Linked DNA regions of Athene noctua: region 2 is linked to region 1. Evidence: chromatin contacts called from public Hi-C data. All regions are on one chromosome and are shown on one strand. The core of a region is the stretch at or near the end of the contact, and the rest is flanking DNA. Distances in the headings are between cores, read along the strand shown. Region 1 holds the start of LAP3 (leucine aminopeptidase 3). Region 2 holds the start of LCORL (ligand dependent nuclear receptor corepressor like).

Evidence for each region. A called contact is a pair of places that touch in the nucleus more often than the background predicts.
Region 2: a Hi-C map of liver shows a contact between it and region 1, with 2.9 times the contacts expected there. The contact joins the promoter of LCORL here to the promoter of LAP3 in region 1. A contact is called at or near these places in 2 of 2 Hi-C or Micro-C datasets (heart and liver).

Annotation. Positions count from the first base shown.
Region 1 is chr4:17,839,667-17,843,489 of bAthNoc1.hap1.1, reverse strand. LAP3 (leucine aminopeptidase 3) reads right to left here and starts at 1,921. Exons shown (of 12, transcript XM_074903776.1): 1 at 1,713-1,921; 2 at 1,035-1,150; 3 at 659-713. The coding sequence starts at 1,910.
Region 2 is chr4:18,025,546-18,029,248 of bAthNoc1.hap1.1, reverse strand. It overlaps LCORL (ligand dependent nuclear receptor corepressor like), which reads left to right and starts at 1,658. Exons shown (of 9, transcript XM_074904572.1): 1 at 1,658-1,810. The coding sequence starts at 1,663.

The sequences.
Region 1 (3,823 bases), core at 672-3,171:
TCTGCCTAGCCTCTAGCTACTACTCCAAAAAGGCACAAATTGTACCATATTTGCCAGCTCCACGTAGGTGCCTTATAGATGTATCAGGGCTTCTCAAATGGCACCAAAAACCTAACTTAAGCAGACAAATCCCAGTCTCGTACCCTTGTGATATATGGTGTCTGTGCAGACAAAAGTCCTGCTTGAAGAACAGTCCCATGTCTTGTTTTCAGAGGCTTCAAGCACACAACTTTAAAACCTCTGATTAAAGCCTGTGATGGGACTACACTGTGTTAGAACTGATACATCTGAAGGTCTTTGCACATACCAGTACACACTCATGCACTCACTCCTCCTGAACACAGTAACAGGAGGCACAGTAGAAGTCTGATCCAAAACAGTCGTGCTTCAGCTCATTCAGTAAGCAGTTACTCAGAGCACAGCACCTTTGGAGCAGACTTGTTTACATCTTGCAGAAGGAGCACAGGACTGTGAAAAAGGCCATGAAAACATGGGGAGCACAGAGCAGGAGATTTCAACAAAACTCACATCTTTTGTTGAGAGGGGGGAAGAAGAGCAAAGCATTTATACAAGCACGGCAGAGAACTCAGCTTCAAATAAGATGCAAGCCAAACCTCAGACATTAGTCAACATGCAGACAAAAATCCCAAGTTTATACCTGATGCAAACCATGGAATATGCGTGTTTTGCCTTTTTTCAAAGGTGGCCCACACCTAGGACACAAAGAGATTCTTTCAGTAAAGTCCTTATCAGTGATAAATCTTATGGTACAATGTTCAGTCCACAACCACAGTGCTCTGAGATGTTTGGCTCAGTGCCGATTCAAAGAAAAGCACAGTGCCCATGAACATTTTGCCTGTTTCCTCAGTGCTTCACTCGTCCAGAGGAGCTCACCTCCAAACTGCTTGGCCTGGTAGAAGCAAATACCAGCCTGAGAAGTGGCATGGACACAAAGACTAATAGTGATACAAGAGACCATTCTTACTGGTGTTTGCAGGTACTTTAATCCATTTCAGCAGCTTACACACACTTACAGGGACAGAAGTTCCCTCAACTTTCCAGACACAAGTCTATCGAAAGCATCTCCTGCACTAGTGAACTGGGCAGCACCTTCATCCTTTTCACTTGAGTAGATTCCCAGAACGAGACCCTAAAAAAGGAGGACATGTGTTAATATAAACACCATGGAAGGTAGAGACCCATCTGAAAGGCGGCAAGCACCCTGTTCAAACCGCGGCTGCTGCCCTATGTATCCATCCCAGTTGATGTATTTATCCCACGTGATGCAGAGCGACACTTTGGTAAACCAGGATAAACTACAACGACTTGGCTTGGAAAAGGAATTAGATGCAGTATGACTAGAGTTATAATCATTTTGCTTCACACGGAGAGACAAAAACTCTTTCAACCTGTAATTTTAAGTACAAAAGAGCCTTTGGGGTTTTTTTCCCCCCTCCCCACCCGCAGACGCCCAGCCAGTCGCACCCACGTGAGCGCGGCGGGCAGCCGCGCCGCTCCCCGCCCGAGCCCACCGGCAGGCAGCGAGGCGCCGGGGCAGGGCGGGAGCCCGGCGGGGAACGTCCCCGGGGCGCAGCCTCCCGCCGGGCACGGCGCCCGCCCCGACACCGCCCGGTTCACGAGTTCAAGCGCCAGGCCGGGCCGGGGGGCACTCGGCGACTCCAGGTCAGCCCACGGCCCCCGCCACCCCTCACCTTCCCGCCCGCCCCACGGCTGTAGCCCCGCGGCGAGGGTCCCTGCGCCGAGCAGCTGCAGGCCAGGGGCAGAGCACGGCGGAGGCGGCGCACAGGCACCCTCCGCACGCAGCGCAGCAGCATGGCGGGCACCCGGCGCGGCGGCACAGCGCGGAACGGAACGGGCCGGCCCCGAGCCCGGCGCGCTGGCGGCCTCATCAGGCGGCGCCGCGCGGGGCGGGGCCGGCGGGGGGCGGGGCCGAGGCGTCAGCGCAGCGTCGGAGGCGGCTCCGGGCGCGGCGCTGGGGCGGGCTCCGCCTTTCTGCCCGCCCGCGGCGCGCTCTACGTAAGTATTCGCGCGTGGTGCGGGGCTGAAACAACTCCTCTTGTGGGCTCGTCACAGATTTAAAAACACAGTCCTGGTATGCAAACGGCACGTTCAACTTGCGTATTGAAGATTAAAGTGTAAATTCGGTATGAAAGAAGAATAAAAGCTTCATTGCAAATGCAAACTCAACAGACTTACGTTAATTTCCATGGAGGATGATGGTTTACTCGTATAGTATCACCATGTCTGTCGAGGAAGAGTTGATCAAGTTCTAAGAGAAAGCAGTAACAATGCCAGAGTGAAATTTAAAAAAAAAAAAAAAAAAAAAGTGATAAATGAAAATAAAAGACCGGTGTGAATGACTGTGGTTATATTGTATCAGGAAAATTCACACCAAAATACTGGGCCATTAGTGTAATGTCAGTAGATTCATGCTTCTCTAGCAAAAGAACTGCTTGGAGTTTGCTGACATTTATTGTATCATCAGTACGAAAAGCCAGAGTTTCAGTGGCACTGAACACTCACCAGATTTTAATGACAAGGGATCCCTTTTTTTTTTTTTTTTTTTTTTAGAAATGTGAAACATAGGTTATAAGTAATTTGCTTTCATGTCTCAGATTCTAACACTTTGTGACACTATGTATAACAATTAGTTTGCTTTTCCATACATCTCTAACTGAATTTACATTGTTTCATCAGCAGAACACTAGGAAGAGCAGTAGCTGGGCCTGTTCCCTAGCAGTATATTGCAGTTCCCACCTAACCACTTTTCCCATGAAATGGTACAGAAAGAGATAACATGTCTTGTGAAGAACAGTGGCACTCAGAGACGATGGGGGAAATTGCATCTATTTTGATTTATGTTGTAAAATTAAATTTTTTAACATTAAACCATAACATTATTTAAAGAATCAAGATGGTAGTTAGTTTTTAGCTTCATTTATTTTGGAGAGGCTCTTAGAATGGTTTCTTAGTTCTTTGAAGAATGGCTCCTTAGCTTCTCCACCTCTGCATGGAGCTTCTATATATTCTGCATCTACAAATTAAGCAGACATTTTCAGGGTATATGAAGTTGTGTTTAATTTTATGGAGGGATAGGATTTGACCCATAATCTCTTCAAAGCTCTGAGAAGATATTTCTCATGAATGTTGTCATCTGGGATTTCAAATTTTCAAAAGTACCCCCAAGGAAGTCTTCATTTCCACATGCTGAGCATGCATATGGTCAGATACACTATGTGAAGCGTAACTAAAATGAAAATGTGTAAATTAAGTAGATCACACATCAAGTTCCACATTTTTTGAAAGTATTTTATGATGTACAAGGGAAAGCTGAAAAGGTCTAAGTGATAGACTTACCTATTGTTAACTTTAAGGTGTGCTTTGTGTACATCTTAACTGTGCAAGATTTCATTTAACCCTTTTTTCCTAGGGCGAAGATTCTATGCATTGTCCCATTGCTGTGTCTTAGCAGTGCTTAAACTGAGACAACCTGTGCAGCTGAAAGGGTTTTTAGCCTTATATCTGTTTCGTTCAGTTTAATTCATGCATGGTAATACTTCTGTTCGCTCTAAAGTGAACTGAAAACACTATTTTCTCACAAGTCACAAAACAACCATTCGGTGATAATGTTTTTTGGTCATTCAGCTCATGCAGCTACAGTATCCCACAATAATACTTCATACCTCTGCTGCGAGAAATCTTCTCTTGGACCGTTATTGCCGAGTATGCTTCATTGTTGCATAGATTCAAACCAAGAAATTAAAAAGTTGATCAGCCTAGCTATCCCTCTTTATCTGCACAG
Region 2 (3,703 bases), core at 409-2,908, 190 kb before region 1:
AGATACATAGAGGGATGAATGAGTGGGGAAAGGCTTCCCGTTCTTTATACAAAATTGAAGCTACTCTGCAGCTTTGACACAGTATCGCTGTTGTTAACTCTGCTCATCTGCTCTGCTCTAGCACAAGAAAAAAATTGTGCATGGTTAGGGGTGACATGATTCTTTCCAGCACTGCTCCTTCAACCCTTATGGGGGAAGAAGGGGAGAAGCAAGGGTGTCTTGTTTTCTATGGCCTTACAAAATCCTGTTTTCTATCACAACCTGCGAATAGGCACAGGAAATGCCATTTCTTGCTGAAGTAATGCTGCATGCTTAGAGAGAGAAGGGGAGCATGGGGGAGGAGGAGGCAGTCAAAGACACACCAGGATCTGAGAAAACAGCAATATCTTGATTTTTCTGTCTGGGGAATTCAAGACTGCTAATTGCTCTCTTGCAAGGCACGGGTGGCAACTGTCACATTAGACTGGTGCTGAGGGATGTCTGTCTTGTGCTGGAGTCTGGAGGTATAGCATGGAGCTGACTCTGTGCAGAGCAGCAAAACCGACTGTCCAAGCTGTTGTCAGATGCTCCAAATAATCCAATCTGACATTCGTGTGTTAAATTTCTTGCAGTTATCTTAATCTGACTTTAGGTTCCGAAGTCATTCGTAGGTAGATAGTTCCATGCTAGTGTTTTCCAAAGAGGTGGTGGGAGATAATGCTGTGTTCCGTGTGGCACCGGTCCCCATGTCGCCTCCCTGTCCTATCAACACCCTTATAAAAAGAGGGATGGCAGCAAAGCCGTTAGAAAGAGACTCGTGAACTGAGCAGTAGTTTACAGAACTCTGGGAAATCGCCATACAGAGTGAATGTGGCCAGCTAGTTAGCATTGTGGCCAGCTTAGCATTGTGCCTTCCCTCGTGTGACAGCCCCGTCCGTGCAGGTGGTGGAGTAAGGGACGCCCGGGGGAACGGGCTGCCATGATGGGCAGCAGCCCGCGGGGGGAATGGAGGCGGAGGAGGCTGCGGGGGGCCCGCGGGCCACGAAGGAGCTCCGCTCCAAGCAGCCCCCGGGGGGGAGGGGGGGGGTGAGGAGCATGGGACGAGGGCGAGAGCTGCGCCGGGTTTTGAGATCCTCTTAACCCGGAGCTGCTTCTGCCCGAGCTGCTGCGGTGCTGAGAGGCGCGGGGCGAGAGCCGCCCTGCGGTGCGGAGCTCAGGCAGCGCGGAGCCATCGGAAGCGCGGCGGGGAAAGCGCCAGGGTGGGGGCCGGTCCCCCGCCCTCCGCCAACTACAGCTCCCGGCGTGCGCTGCTGCCGCCGGCCCCGGCTGGGCTGGGCGGGCGGCGCGCGGCCCTGCGGGAGCTGTAGGCCGGGGGACACCGATGGGACCCGGGGCGGGGGGGGGCAGGGCGCGGCGGGCCCGGGTACCGACCCGGCCGCTGCCGGCGCGGGGGGCCGGGGCCCGGGGGGCCGCGGCGGGGCGGGGCGGGGGCGCCGCGGGGAGCGGGGACACGTGTCCGTCACCCCGCCAGGCGGCGCGCGCTCCCCGCCCCGGATGCTGGGCGGGGGGGGCGGGGGGGGCTCGGGCACGCGCTCGACGAGGCAAAGGGGGGTGGGGGGGAGGGAGAGGAGCCGGGGGAGCGCGCGCTCGTATGTAAATGAGCGGGCGTGAGGTCAGAGGCAGATGGAAAAGGGAACAGACAGAATGGCCGCCGCGGCTCCCGCTCCTCCTGCCGCCGCCTCCCAGTGCCGGAGCCCCCGCTGCACGGCGGAGCGCAGGGGAGTCCGCCGAGAACTCGACTCCTGGCGGCACCGGCTCATGCACTGTGTGGGTAAGAGACGGGGGGGCGACGGGCTATCCCGGCCGTGGTGGGGGGGACCGGGCAGCGGGGCTCCTGAGGGAAGGGGTGGCCGGGCGGGAAGCGGGGTCTGCGCGGGGGGGAGCGGGCGAGGCGCCCTGAGCACGGGTCTCTCGGGTGGGGGGGTTGGTGGGGGGGAGCGAGGATGGAGGAGCGGCTCCGGCGGCTTTCTCGGAGGGCGGAAGCGGAGACGGGGTCTGTGGGGGAGAGCGAAGGTCCTCAGCCGCCTCCGGGCAGCGGAGGGTGGGTGCTACGGCGTCGGCTGGGGCCGCTCGGTCCCTCCCTTCGCCGCCGGCCGAGACCCTTTCTCGGCTCGGGTCCTTTTGTCTCGGCTTCTCGTCGTTGGCGCGGCGAGTGCCGGTGGCTGCCCCCCTCCTCTCCTCCTCCATCGCCAGTGCCTGGGGGGCGGAGGGGGGAGGGAGGGAGGGAGCCCGCCTCTGTGTGTGTGTGTGTGTGCGCCTTTAAGAGGGCGCCGTTCCTGCACTGACGGTTGGGATTTGAAGTTTTCCCTCCCCCTGGAAGTTGTCATGGCGACGGCAGTTCTCCCCTCGCGCTCCCCCCCCCCCGCCCCGCGGGCTGCCCCCGTGGCTCTCGTGCCGCCGGGGCGTCCGTCGTCCGTGTCCCCGCGGTCACGTGACACCCCCCTGCGTGTCGCCTCTCGGCGGCGTTGGCGCGCGGGGGGAGCCCCGCCGGGGGACGGCGCCGCTGCCCTCGGCCCCGCCGCGACCTGGGCGCGGGGTGAGGGCTTCGGTGCCGGGAGCTGCTTGTTTGTATCGCTTCAACAGCCGCTTCCCTTCGGAGGGAAATAGATAAAATCGTCAGGTAGTGTGCTAGTGTCGGGACTGACCCTCCCTCACGGCTGAGCGGTGGAAGCACCGCTGGATGTGACCGGGAGGGTAAGCAGCAGTTCAGTCGGTGTTTCTGCGTGTGCTCGAGACGAGATCAAAGTAAGAAGTAAATGCTTAACAAGGAGCTCCATCTATAATTACAGGAGATTAGCTTTGTCCGGGTTTGTGAGGCTTGTTACATATTTCCAGTAACTTGGTAGCTGCTTCATGCACATATGCTGCTTGTTCTTACTCTGTTGCCTCAATAACACTGTTAATACCTGTTATAACACCTGTGTGCATATCATGATACCTGTGTCCGCTCGCGCCATTTTCTTAATCCTTCAAGTTATAATACTGTTTGGGAAGACAATGTTTATGTATTTCCATACGCTAATGCTTCTTGAGGAAAGAATGCAGTTTAATTAGAATACGTAGGGAGAGCTAGTTTATTGGCATAGCAATAAACTGTTAAATCTGATAGACTGATGGCTCTCACAGTGTATAAATGTCTGTTCCTCTGGCTGCCTGTTATGTAATGGCATTTCAGTTTTAAATTTAAACTAAAATCCTAAGAGTCTGCTTGACAATTGACAACTGAAGGGCTTTCAGGTGGTAATGGTGTGCTTGCAGATGTGTTTGGGGAACACAGTTGCACAGCACGATCAACACTGACAAGGACTACAAAGAAATGTAATGAATGCTCTGTAAGACAAAAATTCGCCATATGTTGGGTCCTCTGCTGGGCAGACCTGTTGTGTTTAGGGAACTTCAAAGTTATTTTTTAGGTTGCTCTTTCACTGAGAATTGCAAAGTATAAAACCATAACATAATGACTTACACTTTACACTGATTGCGTTGTGATGTCGCTTTTCTCCTCCCTGGAATAAAAGTTATGTAGGATGTGATTTCCTTGTATGTTCGTGATGCAAAATTCAGTTAATAGAAAGAAGCTCTGAAATGATTAGCAACTGCTGAGGAGGAAGGACATTGGTTGTAGTTCAATAGTTAGTCAAGAGCTGTCTTAGTTAAGAACTGT